Linked DNA regions of Mus musculus: regions 2, 3 and 4 are each linked to region 1. The links are chromatin contacts, called in public HiChIP or PLAC-seq and promoter capture Hi-C maps. All regions are on one chromosome and are shown on one strand. Each heading gives the region's core, a stretch centred on a gene start, on an enhancer-like site or on the middle of the called end of the contact. The rest is flanking DNA. Distances are from core to core; before and after follow the strand shown. Region 1 holds the start of Timeless (timeless circadian clock 1). Region 2 holds the start of Ptges3 (prostaglandin E synthase 3). Region 3 holds the start of Slc39a5 (solute carrier family 39 (metal ion transporter), member 5). Region 4 holds the start of Prim1 (DNA primase, p49 subunit).

Region 1 (4,548 bases), core at 684-3,183:
ACCTCTGCTCTCATCTCTTGGCACTGAGTGCCATGTATGATAAACTTTGTTTACTGGCACTGATAATAAACAAAGCTACAATGCTTCAGGAACACAAAGAGGGGAGTGGCCAGTACTAGGAAGGCAGAGGCTAGAGTAATGTGGAAAGTGTAAGCTGAATAAACCCTTTCCTCCCTAACTTGCTTCTTGGTCATGATGTTTTGTGCAGGAATAGAAACTCTGACAAAGACAAGGAAGTGGTGCAATACTCACTGAACGACAGGACTGGAAGGAGCCTTTTCTTCTGGCCCGTTCTCAGAGACCTGGTCTCTGGTGAGGTAGCTTCCGTTCTCAGAGACCTGGTCTCTGGTGAGGTAGCTTCTGTACATGCAATCCGACTCTGCTCAAAGACACTCAGCTTTTCCAGGGAGACCACTGGTGTATTGTGTGCATGCTTAGGTGTGTATATGTATGTATAAATATGTGCATGCCCACACACATCTGTAACAGACCAAAGGCCTTTCCTACCTGTCTTTTCCAAAGGTGGGCCTAAGAAGCTGCCCCCCCCCCCCAAAAAAAGATGAAAGAGCTGTCTCAGTTGAAGAATGCTTTCAACATCCAGTGTTTGCTCCATCACACAAAAAAAATTAAACAGAAACTCTTTTATTTATTTATGTTTCCCCCAACTTTGGGGCAAAGTTAGTCCATGTACTCCTGACTGTCCTAGAAATCAGTATGTAGACCAGGCTGGTCTCAAACTCACAAAGATCCTCCTGCTGTGATAAAGGTGTGCTCCACCATGCCAGGGTCTGCTTTTAATCATGTTACCATGAAGGGCTGAAACTCCTACTGCAAGCTCCTTTCCCCCAGTGAGTCTGAAGCTAGCCTGGTCTACACAGAGAATTCCAGCCCAGCCAGGACTGAGACCCTGTCCTTTTATTTATGATTCATCTTTCTGTGTGTTCCTGTTCATGGGATTCAGTTCTCTCCTTCCACCATGAGGGCCCCTAAGACTTCATTCAAATCCTCAGGCTGGTAACAAGCAACCCAACCTGCTGAGGCTTTGTCTGTGGGGTAACTAGCTTGGAGGGCTGGATAAACTGAATTACTGGAATTTAGGGCAACTGCACTTAAGTGACAAGAACTCTCCAGCAGAGGGAGTTCAAGTACCTTGAGGTACGAGCGGACGCGAAGCAAACACATCCTTTCCCTGAGGTTGGAAGTCAAACTGGATGAGAAAAATGTCAGGGACGCAAGACACCCACCTGGGTAAGCAAAACCGTACGCGACCAAAATGGGGTTTCAAAGTAAATGTAAAACCACGGGCTTCAGTTTTTTTGATTTTTGTTTTCCAAAACAAGGTTCTAGTGACAGCATCAAAGACAAAGAAATGACACTCCAGGAAAGAAGCTTAACTAATGGCTCTTGTCCTAGCTGACACCCCTAGAGGTTGTGTCCTTCTTAGGCAAGAGGATCGAACCAGGCCTATGAAGACCCCAAAGCCTGAGAATCCTGGCTCCTGACGACCTCCAGGCCACTGTGTCTTCGGGTCTGGACTGCAGAAGGGTTCTGTTCTACTCTCGGAACTCGAAGATCCTGGCCTCACCGTCCCTTCCCTAGCCCGAGCTCGGGGTGTGCAGAGACCCGCGAAAACCCGGCAGGTCTCCGGCGCGCTCGCCCGGGAGCAGGATCAGAACGCGCGTGCGCGCCGGGAGCCCCGCCCCCGCCCTTCAACCGCGCGGCGGGAAAGTAGCCGCTCACTGCTCCGCTGCTCGCCGCCCCGCCGTCCCACCACCTCAGGGACGCCCGTTGTCGGTCCTGGGTCCTCCGGACACACTCACCCGCTCTCCGCGAGTCCTCTGAAGCCTCGCAGAGCCTGAGGCCCTGAGGTGCGGGGTCGCAGCCTTTCCCGCCACTCGGCTGAGAGCGACCAGTCTGCGCCTGCGCGGGCGGGGGCGGGGCGGGGCGGGGCGGGGCGGGGCGGGCAGAGCCACTTGACTCTAGACGAGAGAGGGAGGATTGGATAAAGAAGGGAAACCCAAAAGGACTGTTTTATGTGAGTCGGGCATCTGCGTTAAAGTAAAAAACCAAAACGCTATGGGTTTTCTACTGAATTATAATAAGAATCAAGATCGAATTAAGGGAGAATTTACAGACGTACTTCCCCTTCCAGTCCAGTGGACTATTCCAAAGTCTTAAATGGCTAGTTAGAAAAGATGTGTTTTATTTGGGAGGAAGTGGAGAGTTTGATGTTTGGGGTGGAGTTTTGGGTTGTCTGTCTTCTTACAGGCATATGTTTTAAAGCTGGCAAGGTATATACAGGAAGCTCAGAATAGAAAGATCTGAAATAAATATTCCTTGTTCGTTCAGGGTCACCTGCGCCCCTGTTGAGACGATGCTGTTTTACGAACAAATACAAGATAGGGCTCCAAAAGAAAAAAAAAAAATCATCTCTGAATTAAGCGTTTAGATTGAGGAGATCGATATCTGGGTCATGAGGGAGAGTTAGCAGAAAGGATAGCCGAGAGAAAAGTGAAAAGACATACAAAAATAAAAGACTATGGAGCTAGTGATAAAAGTACAGAGATGCCATTTGCAAAGTTCAGTTTGCTCTAAATGAATCTTCCCCCACCCACTCACCCCACCCCCGTCTTGCCCCTCAACTCCTGTAAATTTGCTTCAGACACCAGATTTCCTGTTTTAGCCTCAGAGAGCAATTCTGGGCTTCAGCACCTTCTGTCTGGGGCTATTAGGCAGGGCCTTTTAAACTTGCCTAACCCCTGTTTCTATTGGAAGGTCCGTGGCTCAAGGCTTCTGAACACACAGCCCAGCCGGTGGATGTAGGCAGGCTTATGTGGCTTTACAGAACAACTCAAGGCCCGTGTTTACTTTTCTCTGGGATGAGCATCCATGAGATCCGTAGCCTATAGTCTCCCATTAACTCCCTCAAAACTTAGGTACACTTGTGTGGTGATCTGGAAATAAAATCTTGGATTCCTCTCCCACCAGACCTCCTAACCCCTGGAATGCCTTCCCTCCTCCTTTCTTTCTGCTGTCTGCTTCCTGAGAGGAACGACACCCCACCCACCCCCGTGACCCTTCAAAAATCAAGGTGCATATACTTGAATGGAAGCAGGGTAAAGGCCAGAAACTCGGGTTCCCTGTGCTCACCAAACTGGGGTGGGAAATGACATACATGTTGACACCTCTTTCCCCTCCCCTAGCTTCTGTGCCCGCAAACTCAGACACGGCCACACGCACCCACATTCATATGAACAGTCGTGCACACACGGCGAGGGTAGCTGGAGCGGGGAGGAAGGGAAGTTTGCACTAACCAGTCGTGAATGCAACTTGAAAGATTTCACACAGCAAAAGGGGGAAAAAAATGAAAAACGTAAGTTAAAAAATAAAGAAGTACATGACCCTCCCCACAGTCTCTTTCTTCATCCAAGGGCCGGTTTGGCCCTCCCTGAAACCCAGCGGCTTTCTGCGGCTCTCTCCAACTGGAGCTTTTACAGGGCCTGAGTCTTCAGTTCGACAGGTTCCCCTGTACCCTCTGGCTGTCCATTGGAGTCACTGGGTCTGGCTCCCTTCAGGATAGACAGTCTCTCAGAAACACTCTTGAGCCGGGGGAAGAGGAGAAAGTCATAGAGTAGGCTGCCCAGGCCCCCTCCGATGATCGGGCCCACCCAGTACACCTGTGGGAAGAGAGGAGGCATGCTCAGGCTTCGGGACTCTTCAGGAAAACACAGCATATCCTGCTCTCAGGCGCACAGCTAGGCATTAGTGAAAGCTAATGTAGCTTTTTGTTCTTCCTGCTGCATTTGGGGCTCTTCATGTGAATGAAGCCTGTGGGCTAGCACTGAACAGAACACCAGCTCTCTTGGTTCGTTTGTTGGTTGGTTTTAAAATTATAGACTCAGTGGGGCTGAAGAGATGGCACAGAGCATTCGCTGTTCTTGCTGGGGACCCAAGATCATTTCCTAGCATTAACATGGCACCTCACAACCATCTGTGACTCCAGTTCCCAGGGATCTAAATGCTCCATCTGGCCTCCAAGGGCACCAGGCAGGCACAAAGTGCACAGACACACATGCAAAACACCCGTATATGTTAAAAAATAAAATACAGCTGTGCATGGTGGCGCTCGGCTTTCATGTCCGCAACAGTGAGACAAAGCAGGAGGTTCTGTGGGAGTTCAAAGCCAGCCCGGTGTACACAGCAAGTTCAAGGTTACATAGCGAGAACTGTCTCAGAACAACAAAAGACCCAGAATAAAACAAAACAAAACTTAAATTGTCTAGAAAAATCTAGACTCTGCTGCCTATATCCCAAAACCTGTCATTTTCTTCTGGTTTACTAACCGTTTTATTTTCTTACTCCTCCATCCTACCTCTACCCACTTAGCATGCATATATTCTATTTGTTGTTATTTTTGAATTAGTCTACTATTTCTCAGAAAAAAATAAGTTGTGGCAAAATACCCTTTATAACATAAAATGTGTCTTATTAAACATTGCTTATTATGACTTTGCTTAATACAGGATCTCATTAGCTCAAGATGACCTC
Region 2 (4,237 bases), core at 762-3,261, 170 kb after region 1:
CAAACATACAGACAAAACATCCACACCACACTGCTCTTGCTTCTACAAGAGCACCCAAGCAGGGTGGCTCACAACTGCCTCTAACTCCAGATTCAGAACTAACACCTCTGCTCTCAGCAGGCAGTTGGTTCTGGTAATAGAACTTGGGTTCTCAGCAAGGGTAGCCAGTGCTGTTAATCACTGCGCAGTCTCTCTACCTCCTAAATTGCTACTTCTGGATGAAAAGATGTTTCGTTTGGCTATGTTTATCTACTAAATTGATTATGTTTTACCTAGCAATTCATTTTCCCCGTACAGTTTGGAAAATATCAAAAAGTTTTTACATAAACTTGTCCTAAGAAGCCAACATGACATCAGAATACAGGTCAGTCACACACAAGAGCTTTTTCTTAACATCTCAAAGGTAAAATTTAAATCCATGCTGGTGAGATGGCTAAGCAAGTGAAGGCTCTCCGTTTCTCTACCTGACAACTTAAATTGTTTCCCCACAGACTGTCCTCTTACCTCCAGGAACACGAGGGGGTGGGGGGAGGGCACACACATGAATAAAATTACTATAATGAAACACTAAAATGTAAAACCTGCTACATATCTTTGTTTTTATGGGGGACTCCTCCAAATTTCTTTACACATTTTCTAGTACTACATGGTCTTCTTCTAGGACCTGTTTCTCAGCCACTAATTGGCTCTAGGACATCGTCTATCAATTTAGATTTTTAGCCATTCAAGCAAGCAGTTAAAACTTAAACTTGTACAATCGTTAAACTTTTTTTTTCAACTACAATCCGTAACTTTTAGTGCTGTGCATAGCAGCCACCCACACCACCCTCAAGTACTGTAATTCAATTCTCTCATATTTGAAAGTTGTCCAGGCTAGAAAAATAAGGGCAAAAATTCTTAGATTAAAAGAATCTGTAACCTCCATATAAACAAATTAAGACCTTCAGGCAAGTGAGATGGTCATTTTATACCTGTTTCACCTCCGCATACAAAGAGCATGACGAAATGCCACCCAAAGTTTATTGAGGTACAGAGAAGAAAAGAGTCCACAAGTATCTTGTGACTAGACACGTGCAGAACTACCTGCTCCATAGTAACTATTACTCGCTGCCAAGGAGGTGACCGCATTTGCTAGCGTTCACCATTTTCAAGAGACCCGAGATGTGGGAACGGGAAGTTTCGTTGTGGTGACGGCATGGCCCCCTCTAGTTGCCTAGCAGTGCCTGCCGCCGAGGGCCGCGTGGTGCCCTACCGGTAGCACCGGCTTACGGCGGCACCCACAAATGCTCTCAGCCCGGTCCTGCCGGGTCCGGGCATCAGCACCGAGCGGCAGGACTCCACGGCTCCCGGCGCCCTCATGGCGGAAAGCTCACACACGAGTTTAGGGCCTAAGGCTAAGTTCCCAGAGTTCCGAGAGAGCCAGGCTGTCTAGGGAAGAAAAGTGGGATTTCTGGCACGAGGAATCCGGGGGTCGATCTGGAGGTGGGGAAACGGACATCTGGAGGAAAAATGTCCTCCAACGGTAACAGGAACAAGGATGCAGGCCCTCCCACCCCACGGCAGGGCTGCCACCAGCGCGGGCGGGGAGAAAGGCGAAGGGCCGAGGGTGGGGGGAGGGCGAGGGGCCGTTTCCCGGCAGCCGGGGCTCCCGGCGCGGCCTCGCTCCGCTCCGGGACGACCTTCCGTCGGCGGGATGTCGCACTCACATGGTGAACGGGGCAGAGGGCCAGACAAACGGGTGGGCGGGCCTCGCTGGCGGCGGCTGGCGAGTCGACTCCTCTCCGGCGGCGACTCCGGCGGTCTCTGCCCGGTCGCGGCCTCTCCTCGCTCCTCTTAGGCGACGGCGGCGGCGGGCTCGGCCTCGATGCCCAGAATGCACCGCGCGGAGAGCGGCTCCCTCAACCCGGGAGAGAAGGAAAGTGTAGGAAAAGGGGCGCGAGGACGGAGAAGGAGCGTGCGTGCGCGCGAGGGGTGGCGAGGCCGGGCGGCGGCTGGTGACGCAGCAAAATGCCCGGGCCGGCCGCCGCGCGTGCGCAATCGCCGTTTCCAGGCTCTGCGCGGTTTTCTAGAGATCTCTACGGAAGGGGCGGGGCCTCCCGGCTCCTTCGCGATCCTTCCCGCGCCCGCCCCTCCCCTCGACCCTCCGGCTGCCCCGTTCGCGCCTGTCTTCCCGGGCTCCGGTCTCGCGTTAGCAAGCCGTTGGCCGCCAACCGCCTGAGCACGCTCGCGGGCGATCTCCCCGAGAGACGTAGGGGCCGCCCTGGAAGGCGGTGGGACGCTGCGGCGTATACAGCAGACCCCAAGGCGATGTGTGGGGATTGTTTTGTCTTAGACAGGGGTGCCTGCCGCAAACCCAGGTTGGCCTCGAGTTCAGTCGCCCGAGTCCGGGATTGCAGTCCTGTGCCAAAGCCACCACGCCCGGCAACGCCGGTTGCATCCGTGGAAAAACGGCTTCGTCCTTAAAGCCTGGACCACTCGCTGTTTTTCTGATTGTCCGGATCCCGCCTGGGCTCCTTTAGCGGAGGAGCTGCTTTTGCCTCTTTGCCTTTAGGGGCGCGCCTCTCCCCCCTGCTTGGAGACATTGGCGCCCTGGGGGAGGCGAGGAGGGAAGTTTCTAGATTAATTCGCTGTCTCCTTGCGTGAGTTCAGATGAGGTGGTTAAGGATCTATTTGAAAATCCTTTGACTGGTTTTGTATACAATGCCCTGGGTTAAATGGGGTTAGTAGCCAAGAACAATCTCTGCTTATCAAAAACTGACGGATTAGGGCAGAGGTAGACCAATGAGCCACTATTAGGACATCAGGTTTTTAGAGTAATCCTGCTTCAGTCTCTTATGTGCTGGTATTACAGGCTTTTTTCTTTTGATATTGATGTCAGTGCAGACTAATTGGTGATGTTGGCTGTATAGTCCAGATCCAATTGCCTGATGTTAAGAACTTTACCACCTGTCAGGGAAATGAAAATTAGTCTGGTGTAGTGTCACAGGCTTGTAATCTCAGCTGAAGGAGCTGGGACAACTTGGTAGTGTGGGCAACTTCCCTGTTTCAAATTTCCATTTTTTCCCGAGGTGATGTAAGTATTCTGTCAACAATTATGTATGTGTACCGTGTGTGTGCCTGATTCCCACACAGAGGTCAAAAATAGGGCCTGAGATCCTTTGAAACTAGATCATGTGAACCATGTAGGTTCTGGGAATAGAACCTATGTCTTTAAGAGCACCCAGTGTTCTGACTGCTGAACCATTAACTCCAGTTCCCTCAAAATTCGAAAAGAGCTAGGGTTCATGGCCCATGTCTGTAATCCCAACAGTGGGTTGGCAGGTAGAAGCAGGTTGATCTCTGAGTTTGTCCAGCCTTGTATATATAAAGACACATGCCTCAAAAAATCAGACTTGCCGGGCGGTGGTGGTGCACACCTTAAATCCCAACACTCCGGAGGCAGAGGCAGGCAGATTCTGAGTTCGAGACCAGCCTGGTCTACCAAGTGAGTTCCAGGGCAGCCAGGGCTACACAGAGAAACCCTGTCTCAAAAATCAAAAAACAAAACAAACCCCCCCCCCAAATCAGACAAAAACAAAACAGACAACCCCACCCCCCAAAAAGAAACATTTTCAATTTCAATAAAGGTTAGGATGTAGCTCAGTGGTAGAGTACTTGCTTAGCATGGGTAAGCCCTGGGCTTAGACCATGACACCAGCAACTACTAACACATCCCCAAAAGAAAAAAGACCCACTGTTATAATGGAAAATTGAAAAGTGTTAGAAGCACAAAAAAAGAGGGACATGTTAACTGGAAGAAACAGAACAGGCCTTGTTAAGAAACTTTTATCAGGGATGAAGAAATAGCTCAGAATTTAGAGCACTGGCTGCTCTTCTATAAGACCTGGGTTCAGTTCCATTAGTCCCAGGATATCTGACCTCTGGCCTCCAATGGCACCAGGCATGTGCATTGGGCATAGATACTACACACAGGCAAAACACCCCCACACAAAACTTAAACAAGGCCAGGTATGACATATGCCCTTAACCCTAGCACAGTTAAAATCAGGCCATCCAGGGCTATGCAGTGATTGATACTGTCTCAAAAAAAAAAAAAAAAAATGATGATGTAGAAGTTGACAGCACTTACTGCTCTTCCAGGAAACTCAGGCTCAATTGTCAGCTTCCACATGGTGACTCACTGTAACGTGGTGCAAAGGCACATACATACATACATACATACATACATAATACATTC
Region 3 (4,784 bases), core at 370-2,869, 170 kb before region 1:
ACTCCTGAAGGTTATATATGTGTGTGTGTGTGCGTGCGTGTACACTTAGCTACACACACACACAGGAGTAAACACAAAATATACACAGTTGGGGGGTGATGTGTAGCTAAGTGGCTCAGTCAGTGGCAGAGGGGTTCAGTTCCCGGATGTATTTTTCATTTTATTATAGTGCTGGGTATCTAACCCAAGCACTAACTTCCCACATGATAGACCCAGCCCCTTTCCATTTAAAGAGAAACTATAGCTCTTCTTCCTGTGCTTCTCCAGCTTTACAGGCATCTTGGGCCATAGGACATTTTTTCAGAGAGCTTTGAGCCTTGAACTAAATCTGGGTCTGATTTCCAATGACACAGAGATACCTAAGATAAATATGTTGTATTTATATAATATAAAATTATACACACACACATATGTGGTTCATGGAGCAACTTCCAAAATTATTGAGGGGCCCCATTCATACTTTTAGCCCATAGCTTTTTGTACTCTATTCAGGACCACCTGCCTAGGGAATAGGGCCATCTACAGTTGGGCTAGGTCTTCCTGCAAAATTAAGTTAATTACAATCCCCTACAGACCAGCCAATGTAGACAAGCCCCTCACTGACTCTCCCTAGCAGACTCTAGATTGTACCAAATTGACAGTTAAAATTATCAGTGCTAGGGTCCCAACCAGGCTGGCCTCGAACTCAGAAATCCACCTGCCTCTGCCTCCCGAGTGCTGGGATTAAAGGCGTGCGCCACCATGCCGGCTAGGATCCCATTCTTATTCAAAACCCATAGTCTTTTTGTACCTGGTCAGCATTCACGCAGTTGTGCTTGGTGAAGACTCATCCACTCTCTGGGGCATGGAAGTGGGCTTTGAAGACAGACCCTTTCTTACCTTAACTACCTAACTCTGTTTCTTCCTCTCCCACAACTAGCTTCCGAGAACCAGAACGGAAATGGACTGAGCACCCAGCTAGGTCCTGTGGGTGGCCCCCATCCTTCTCACACCCCCTCACATCCCCCCAGCACCCGAATCACTCGAAGTCAACCCAACCACACGCCTTCCGGCCCTCCTGGCCCCTCCAGCAACCCTGTCAGCAACGGCAAAGAAACCCGAAGAAGCAGCAAGAGATAGCAAGAGATGAGTCTCTCCTTCCTTCCACCACAACCATGATCCAGGCGTCTCTGCCAGAGAACAAGACAGTCTTCTATCAGGCTGCTGGCTTTGGGATTAGAGGATAAAGTAGCTGTGTTTTAGCCACTAAATTTCCCTGGAGGGGTTGGAAGCAGCAGCCTTATCCACCTCAAACTCACGCCCCACCCCACCCCTGTCCTGCTGATGCTGTCTATCCCCTGGGATCCAGGGTCCTCTGCCTGCCCTCCTTTGGAAAAGACAGTGTGGTTTTTGTGTGGGAAATAAGGGTCTAACTGAAATCCCTCCTTCCTAATAAATGTTCCCACTCATTCTGGAGTCTGTGTTTCTCTCATAGGAAAGAGGTTAGCAGGTGTGCACTTAGGGAATTGTAGTGCCCAGGCAAGGAGGCCTTTGGCAAAGCAAGCCTGCCCCTTTAAGGTAGTGTCCCTCCCCTACCCCCTCCCTCCAGGTGACCCTTGTCCAGCCTGCCTCCCACAAGAAGGCTGGGTCCCCCTTCCTCTTGGTGTCTTTTGTGTCTCCTGTCCTGCCGTCAGGTAATGCTAACCCCAACCCCCCGGGCCACTCACTGACCCCCTGATTGTAAGCCAGGTCAGATGTCAGAGGGGAGCCCTGTTCTGGCTTCTTTTCCTCAACAGGGCTTCCTCTTTCTCGTTCATTGATTATAGAGCTGGGGGGTGCTGACGGTTAGTGCTTGCTGGAGTCGGGGAATCACAGCTCTTTTCTTACACTTCCCAGGGTGGGCATCACTGAAGTCACTTTCCTAAATGCATCTGGAATTGCCACTTATCTGCCTCTCCCTCTAACTCCCAGTTTAGGAGCACCTTGGCTCAACTCTCCAGGGAATGTGGGGATGGGGTTGGAAACAGACGCAGCTCAGGACCAGATGTTAGGAATGTGGGGAGGGTACGTTTAGGAAAAGGCTTGGGTGGCGCTGAATGGCTTATGGGCTATAAAATATTTAAGAGGAAAAAACTGAGCACAAGTTCTTAACCATGTGGCTTCTTCAGGGCAGAGGGTGGCCCCTCCCCAGTCAAGGCCCTGCAGAGACTGACTTTTGACCCCCCCCATCCCAGAGACCAGTGAACCATTAACTCCTATATGAACCTTCCCACACTTGCCCCACCCCTGACTCCGCCCCAGAGCAGGTGGGCTAAGGGGAAACCTATCCATTTCAGCCCTCCTTGTGACGTGGCTTCCACTGCATCTGAAGGCTGAGCTCCTTCCCTCGGATCTCCTAAGGTCCACAGTGAGGCCTTCCAGGGACCTGAGGTGACAGCTCTCACACTGCCAGTAGGGGTGAGGCCCTGAATATGGAGAGGGAATAGGGAGGCGGAACAAGCTTGAGAGGTGGGTTGTCTCGGGACCAGGTGTAAGGAGAGCTCTGGGGTCAGGAGGCTGCTCCAGAAGGCAGAAGGGAGGGGCAGAGAACGCCTGAGCCTGCAGAAGCTGCAGACAGACTCAGTAAGCGGTGGTAAGTGTAAGAACATCTCCCTAGCTCTCAGCTGAGGGACAGCAGCTCTGACCCCACCCCTCCTCCTTGTTCTAGGGTACAGTCCTCAGGATGTCTCAAAGGAAATAGAAGTCAGAAACAGAGCCTCTAACCATAGCCCTAGTGATGGGGCCCCCAGTACATCATCTGCTGACTGGCCTATGTGTGGGGGTGGCCTTGGGCTGGGTAGGAGGCTCCGTCCCAAACCTGGGCCCAGCTGAACAGGAACAGAACCACTACCTGGCCCAGTTGTTTGGTCTATATGGAGAGAACGGGACACTGACTGCAGGGGGCCTGGCGCGGCTTCTCCACAGCCTAGGACTAGGCCGAGTCCAGGGGCTCCGTCTGGGACACCATGAGCCTCCAACTGGGCGGGCTGCACCCACAAGTGGAGACAATTTCACACACAGGTATTAATCTCTCTCCCAAACACAAAATGTGGCATCTCCTGGTTCCGCTCAGTGCCTGCTTAGGCTCCAGCTGCCCAGTGCATGAATCCCCAGAGTTACAAATCCTCTCACACCAACTGCTCACCTCTATTAGCTTCAATTCTCCAGAAGTCCTAGCTCTCGGTACTTCCAGGCTTTCCCTGTCGAGCCCACAGCCACCCACTTTAGGTTCTCTTACAAATGACAGCTCTCAGGTCTTCCCAGGACTGACTGTGGTTGTCTTTCCTTCGCCAAACCTTCCAGGTGACAGCTCAGGGCAGGTGTCAGGGAACTTGAGTAAGTCTGACTTGCTTGCTAATCCATCTAATGTAGGCTGCAAGAGCCGGAGCTGAGTGTGGACATCTGGGCAGGAATGCCTCTGGGCCCTTCAGGTTGGGGTGACCAGGAGGAATCAAAGGCTCCTGACCTGCACGGGTCAGGGCCCTCGAGCCTAGACCTCTTCCAGAGGCTTCTGCTGTTGGACCATTCGTTGGCTGACCATCTGAATGAGGATGTAAGTCTGAGTCTCTAGACAGGAGAAGGAACCATGGGAGTAGGTGGCCTGAAGTATTTGGCCCTTTAGGGGGCTTGAAGTACATGAAGAGTCAGTAAACGAATAGCTACTCAGTGTTCCCTTTAACCTTAGCGCAGGCTCACCAAATTCAGAGGTGTCACTTAGCAAACGCACAATCCAGGGAAGTATCTCAGGGTTAGGCTGTGGGGATGGTTATGTGGAAAAGTGTCCTGGAGATGATGGTATATCCATCTGAAACAGTCCGTCTGTTCCTTGTTCTACACACACAAGGTGGCAGACAAAGCTGCCGGACCCTGTGATCAGGTGGCATGCCCTATCAAAAGAAGCACTCCAGCCTAGGCTGGATCAACCCATGGTGGGGTGTTGACTAAAGATGGACGGCATTGTCAGGTTTCTTGTCTAGTGGCCAAAGTAGCTCATCGCTAACACAGGAAATTCTTAGGGCATAAGAGGGAGATGACAGCAGCGTTCTCTAGCAAATTAAGAAATATATGTCGAATACTTACATTGGATTGGATAATCACCAGGGATTAACACACATTAAGTCCCCTGTCCCCAGTCTCTGATGCATGTGCCAGTATGAGCCAATGGGACCTGGGACTTGATGGAAGAACAGATGTCAAGACTTGGGTTGTAGTTCACAGTGACTCCCTAATACATGGCCTTCCCCTCAAAATCTCCAGTGTCTGAATGGCTCCCAGCTGCTGGTCAATTTTGGACTGAGCCCTGTTGCTCCTCTGACCCCTCGTCAGTTCGCTCTGCTGTGCCCAGCCCTGCTTTATCAGATTGACAGCCGTGTTTGCATCAAAACCCCAGCTCCAGCACCTCCGGGGGATGTACTGTCTGGTCAGTGGATGAGTGGGGTGGGCAACACCCTGCATCATGGTAGGGAGTGGGTCCCTTGCTAAGGGGGGGGGGCACTGATAGGGGTCCAACCTCCCGTGAGTGTATGTATCTGTGTCCATGTTTTGCCTCTGGACCAGCCCTGCCCTAACAGGCCCAATTCTCCCCAGCCCTGCTTCACAGTGGCCTGGCAGTCCTGTTCCTCAGCCTCCCTGCTCCCCTCTCTCTGCTGTTGCTGCGGCTCCTGGGACCTCGTCTGTTGCGGCCAGTGCTGGGCTTCCTGGGGGCCCTGGCCGTGGGTACTCTCTGTGGGGATGCCCTGCTACACCTGCTCCCACATGTATGTGAA
Region 4 (4,228 bases), core at 739-3,238, 220 kb after region 1:
CTTTCTCCTCACATCTGTTGGCTTTCACTGATAACCTAGGCAGGAGACTAGATTCCTTTCAGAAGAATCTGAGCATATGTGGGCATCGTTCTAGGCTCTAGGGATAGATCAGTGACTAAACAAAAGTTCCTATGTTAGTGGAGATTTTATCCTGACAAAGACCTAGGCGAACTTAGCTCAAAGAGTCTCTGAGAATATGGCTCAGCCAAGTCACTTCTCAGTGAAACATCACACCCGTTGGTGAGTGCTTTGGTACACACCTACAGTTCCAGCAACTCGGGAGGCAGAGCAGGAAGATTAAAATGGGATTGTGTGCAAGTGTGAGCGGGTTAAGATTGCAAAGAGAGTTTAATGATAAATCATTGAAAGCCTCAGAAATATCATATTAAAAAAAAAAAAAGCACAGGTTATTCAGGAAAATCATAGCTCCCCTCACAACTGAAGACCAGGGGTATTGTAAGGGTCCATCAATACCTATCAGAACAGGCAATAAAAGGCACGTACTGGGGCTGGAGAGATGGCTCAATGGTTAAGAGCACTGACTGCTCTTCCAGAGGTCCTGAGTTCAATTCCCAACAACCACATGGTGGCTCACAACCACCTGTAATGAGATCTGATGCCCTCTTCTGGTGTGTCTGAAGACAGCAACAGTGTACTTACATATAACAATAAATAAATCTTAAAAAAAAAAAAAGACATGGTCTCATGTATTTCAAACTGGCCTCTCCCTCCTTTATGCTGGGATTAGAGACAATGCCCATTACACCTGGTTTATGTGTTCTTAGGAATGGAATCCAACCGTTCATGCATGCCAGGCAAGCACTCTTATCAATTGAGCTACACTCCAGCCCAATGCTCACCTTTTCTTCTAAACCTAGGAAGAAGGCAAGGTATTTTCAGCCAAGTGATTTTCAGTCTATAGAGTGTTAAAATTAATTTGAAAAAAAGGTGCGTTTCATCAACAATAATACACTCTAAAACATTACCTTCAAAACTTGGGGGCAAGAACTCACTCTGGCTTATAAAATAAACACACAAAAAAGATACAAACAAAATACAAAAGAAAAAAAAGATTCCTTACTCTGTGAGAATATACTGCGCCTATATCAATCTTATATGGATTCATTTTCTGCATCTCCTTCTCCAGTTCACTCTGGTTGTTGAAGGACTGGTAGCGAATGTAAATATCATCTTTCAGTGTGAATGAAAATTCACGGTGTTGAAAGTAATTCTTTGTCACTGCAAAATAATTTTAACTCCAGTTTAGGGCATAATGTAACCTTAACTAAAACCTTAACTAATGGGAAGACATATGTTCGTTTTTTTTTTGTTTTTTTTTTTTTTTTGGTTTTTCGAGACAGGGTTTCTCTGTGTTGCCCTGGCTGTCCTGGAACTCACTCTGTAGACCAGGCTGACCTCGAATTCAGAAATCCGCCTGCCTCTGCGTGTGCCACCACGCCCAGCCTGACATAAGTTTTTAAACGACAGGGTTTTATTGTGTAGAATAGGTTGCTCTAGAGCTTACTATGTAGCCCTGGCTCGCCTTGAACTCATGAAAATCCACATGCCCCAATCTCCAGAATGTAAGGATTATAGGTATGAGCTACTAGGCTCTCTGGAATATTTTTAACGAGTGCTCTGTGCCCAGCTCTGTTCTAGATAGCCTGTAATCTGAAGGGGCATACAATTTCACATTTGCTAGGGAGCAATAAACAGGAGCTGTAAATATTCCAAGGACGCTGCCTGTCATTGGTGAAGAAGGTGCCTCTCTTCTTCCTAGGACATCCCGCCCAAAGTATTCTCACACACGGCTCCCAGCCCCGCTACCCATCCCGTCCCAGCCTCCATCACCTCCGCCATAGTTGAGCCAGCGATAGTACTGGGCGTAGGGAAAGAGCCTTCGGTAATAAAGCTTGAGTAGCTCCGGCAGCTCCGCAGGATCAAATGGCTCCATGAAGTAAAGAACTAGACCCGGACAGGACTGACACGAGAATTGGCGGGAACAAGACAGGCCTCCATCCCTGCGCGCGCATGGACCTGCGCCGCCGGAGGGACTGCTGGGAATTGTAGTTCTTGCAGATCTCGCAGGTGTAGACGACTCCTACTGCTCCTTTTAGAGTCCATCTGCATCTTCCGGGCTCTGAAAACCTATCCATTTAACAACAGGATTGTCCCCGAAAAGGAGAGACCTTTAGCATATTGATTTTGATTAGTAATAACAAGATTCTTTTTTTCCCCCCGAGACAGGGTTTCTCTGTATAGTCCTGGAATTCACTTTGTAGACCAGGCTGGCTTTGAACTCAGAAATCTGCCTGCCTCTGCCTCCCAAGTGCAATTAAAGGCGTGTGCCACCACCGCCCGGCCAATAGTAAGATTTTAACAAGTCCTTTGCAAAAGATGAATATTTTAGAGATATTACCAATATCTCATAAAGAGATTTTGAAAAATTGTCATAGAGTTACTATATTCAGTATTCGAAATGAAGACCGCATGAGAAAAATCAACGGCTGTTTGGTCTGAGTTTTCCATGGCAAGTGAGCCAACCACCATTTTACACCTTTGGTACATAAGTACAGATGCAAAGGCTCACAGGAATGTGGGAATTTCAGAGAAAATAAATAATAAAAAGGGACGGGGTTGGGGGTGCTCAGGGAAAAGAGCCGTCGCCTAGTGGTTCTGATTGGAGTCTGTTCGTAATCTAACTGGAAGTGGGGAGACATGTTTTACTTTCTCTTGTTGGAACAAAATTGGAAGAAAATTAGTGAAGTTGTTGACTAGTAGTGAATTGATGTTTTGGACCAGTTGTTTCCGGGGTTGTTATCTGAACCAGACCATCACTGGGGAGAACAGTTTGATTTTCTGCAAAACTGTCAGACAGAGGTTTATTTCTTGCACCATTTGGTAAAATTACACTTAAGAACTTAGTTTTTAGCTGGGCAGTGGCTATGCAGGACTTTAAATTCCAGCGCTCCAGAGGCAGAGGCAGGTGTATCTATGCTTTTGAGGCCTGTTCTATAGAGTGAGTTCTGTGACCCCGCCTCAAGAAACAAAACAAAACAATAAAAAACAAGACATAACTTATTTTCTTTTGAACAATGGTTGCAAGAATAGGTCAGAGTTCTTTTGTCGTGTTTGTTTAATTTTGCATTGACATTTTTGCATTTTACTCTTTTAAATATGCATTTTTAAAAGGCAGAGTCTTCCCCAGACACTATTGGTGATGCCAAGAAGTGCTTGCTGACAGGAGCCTGATACAGCTGTCTCCTGAGAGGTTCTGCCAGAGCCTAACAAATACAGAGGCAGATACTTGAAGCCAACCATCGGACTAAAGCATGAGGACCCCAATGGGGGAGTTAGGGGAAGGACTGAGGGAGCTAAAGGGGTTTGCAAGTTCATAGGAAGAACAATAGCAACCAACCAGACCTCCCAGAGCTCCCGGGACTAAACCACCAACCAAAGAATACACATGGAGGGACTTGAGTCTCCAGCTGCATATGTAGCAGAGGATAGCCTTGTCAGGCATCAATGAAAGGAGAGGCCCTTGGTCCTGTGAAGGCTTGATGCCCCAAAGGCAGGGAGGTGGGAGTAGGTGGAGCACCCTCATAGAAGCAGGGAGGAGGAGGGATGGGATAGGGGGTTTGCAGAAAGGCAATAACATTAAAATGTAAATAAGTAAAATATCCAAAAAAAAAAAAAAAAAAAAAAAAGGCAGAGTCTCACTTTGATGCCTAGGTTGGCCTCAAATTGGAGAGTCTCCTCCCTTTGTGTTTCAAGTGCTGAGATCATTAGTGTATGCCACCAGGCTGGTTATTATTTTAAATAACATACAGCATTATACATATTTCTGGGCTATAATGTGTTTTCTATATTTTCAGGATTTATTTATTTTATAAGTATGGGTATTTTCCTGCATGTATGTTTGTTCATTATGTGCATGCAGTACCCACAGAAGTTAAGAGGCTATCAGACTCCCTGGAACTGGAGTTACAGATGGTTGTGAGTGCCACCATGTGGGTATTGGGAATCGAATCTGAGTCTTAGAAGAACAGCCAGTGCTTTTAGCTGTTGAGCTATTTCTCCAACCCCAATTTTATTTATTTATTTGTTTGTTTTTTGTTTTTTTTCGAGACAGGGTTTCTCTGTGTAGCCCTAGCTGTCCTGGCACTCACTTTGTACACCAGGCTGGCCTCGAACTCAGAAATCTGCCTGCCTCTGACTCCTAAGTGCT

What was found. HiChIP or PLAC-seq counts read pairs in DNA pulled down with a chosen protein or histone mark. Capture Hi-C pulls out chosen DNA fragments and counts their contacts.
Region 2: a contact with region 1 is called in an H3K27ac HiChIP or PLAC-seq map of extraembryonic endoderm stem cells. The contact joins the promoter of Ptges3 here to the promoter of Timeless in region 1. A contact is called at or near these places in 22 of 39 promoter capture datasets (the 3T3-L1 cell line, 3T3-L1-derived adipocytes, the HPC-7 cell line and 15 more), 1 of 15 datasets of contacts at CTCF or cohesin (the NIH/3T3 cell line), 4 of 484 Hi-C or Micro-C datasets (CD4 T cells, forebrain, liver and 1 more), 16 of 115 datasets of contacts at active chromatin or transcription factors (the 230-238 cell line, CD8 T cells, the HPC-7 cell line and 10 more) and 3 of 9 other capture datasets (adipose tissue, liver and pancreatic islet).
Region 3: a contact with region 1 is called in a promoter capture Hi-C map of pancreatic islet. The contact joins the promoter of Slc39a5 here to the promoter of Timeless in region 1. A contact is called at or near these places in 15 of 39 promoter capture datasets (the 3T3-L1 cell line, 3T3-L1-derived adipocytes, the C10 cell line and 9 more), 1 of 15 datasets of contacts at CTCF or cohesin (CD8 T cells), 1 of 484 Hi-C or Micro-C datasets (Th1 cells), 5 of 115 datasets of contacts at active chromatin or transcription factors (CD8 T cells, the SCID.adh cell line, bone marrow-derived macrophages and 1 more) and 3 of 9 other capture datasets (adipose tissue, liver and pancreatic islet).
Region 4: an H3K4me3 HiChIP or PLAC-seq map of the SCID.adh cell line shows a contact between it and region 1, with 13 read pairs. The contact joins the promoter of Prim1 here to the promoter of Timeless in region 1. A contact is called at or near these places in 9 of 39 promoter capture datasets (the 3T3-L1 cell line, the C10 cell line, embryonic stem cells and 4 more), 1 of 484 Hi-C or Micro-C datasets (Sertoli cells), 4 of 115 datasets of contacts at active chromatin or transcription factors (the SCID.adh cell line, bone marrow-derived macrophages, memory CD8 T cells and 1 more) and 3 of 9 other capture datasets (adipose tissue, liver and pancreatic islet).

The regions. Positions count from the first base shown.
Region 1 is chr10:128,229,448-128,233,995 of GRCm38.p6, reverse strand. Timeless (timeless circadian clock 1) reads right to left here and starts at 1,933. Exons shown (of 29, transcript NM_001164081.1): 1 at 1,821-1,933. It overlaps Mip (major intrinsic protein of lens fiber), which reads right to left. Exons shown (of 4, transcript NM_008600.5): 4 at 2,184-3,677. The coding sequence ends at 3,492. It overlaps Gm26847 (a long non-coding RNA gene), which reads left to right and starts at 933. Exons shown (of 2, transcript XR_380941.4): 1 at 933-1,248; 2 at 1,341-3,406.
Region 2 is chr10:128,056,756-128,060,992 of GRCm38.p6, reverse strand. It overlaps Ptges3 (prostaglandin E synthase 3), which reads right to left and starts at 2,011. Exons shown (of 8, transcript NM_019766.4): 1 at 1,707-2,011. The coding sequence starts at 1,708.
Region 3 is chr10:128,398,059-128,402,842 of GRCm38.p6, reverse strand. Slc39a5 (solute carrier family 39 (metal ion transporter), member 5) reads left to right here and starts at 1,619. Exons shown (of 12, transcript NM_001136237.1): 1 at 1,619-1,673; 2 at 2,316-2,409; 3 at 2,687-3,039; 4 at 3,391-3,571; 5 at 4,276-4,438; 6 at 4,606-4,775. The coding sequence starts at 2,756. Nabp2 (nucleic acid binding protein 2) reads left to right here. Exons shown (of 7, transcript NM_027257.2): 7 at 920-1,448. The coding sequence ends at 1,119.
Region 4 is chr10:128,012,975-128,017,202 of GRCm38.p6, reverse strand. Prim1 (DNA primase, p49 subunit) reads right to left here and starts at 1,988. Exons shown (of 13, transcript NM_008921.2): 1 at 1,852-1,988; 2 at 1,082-1,239. The coding sequence starts at 1,954.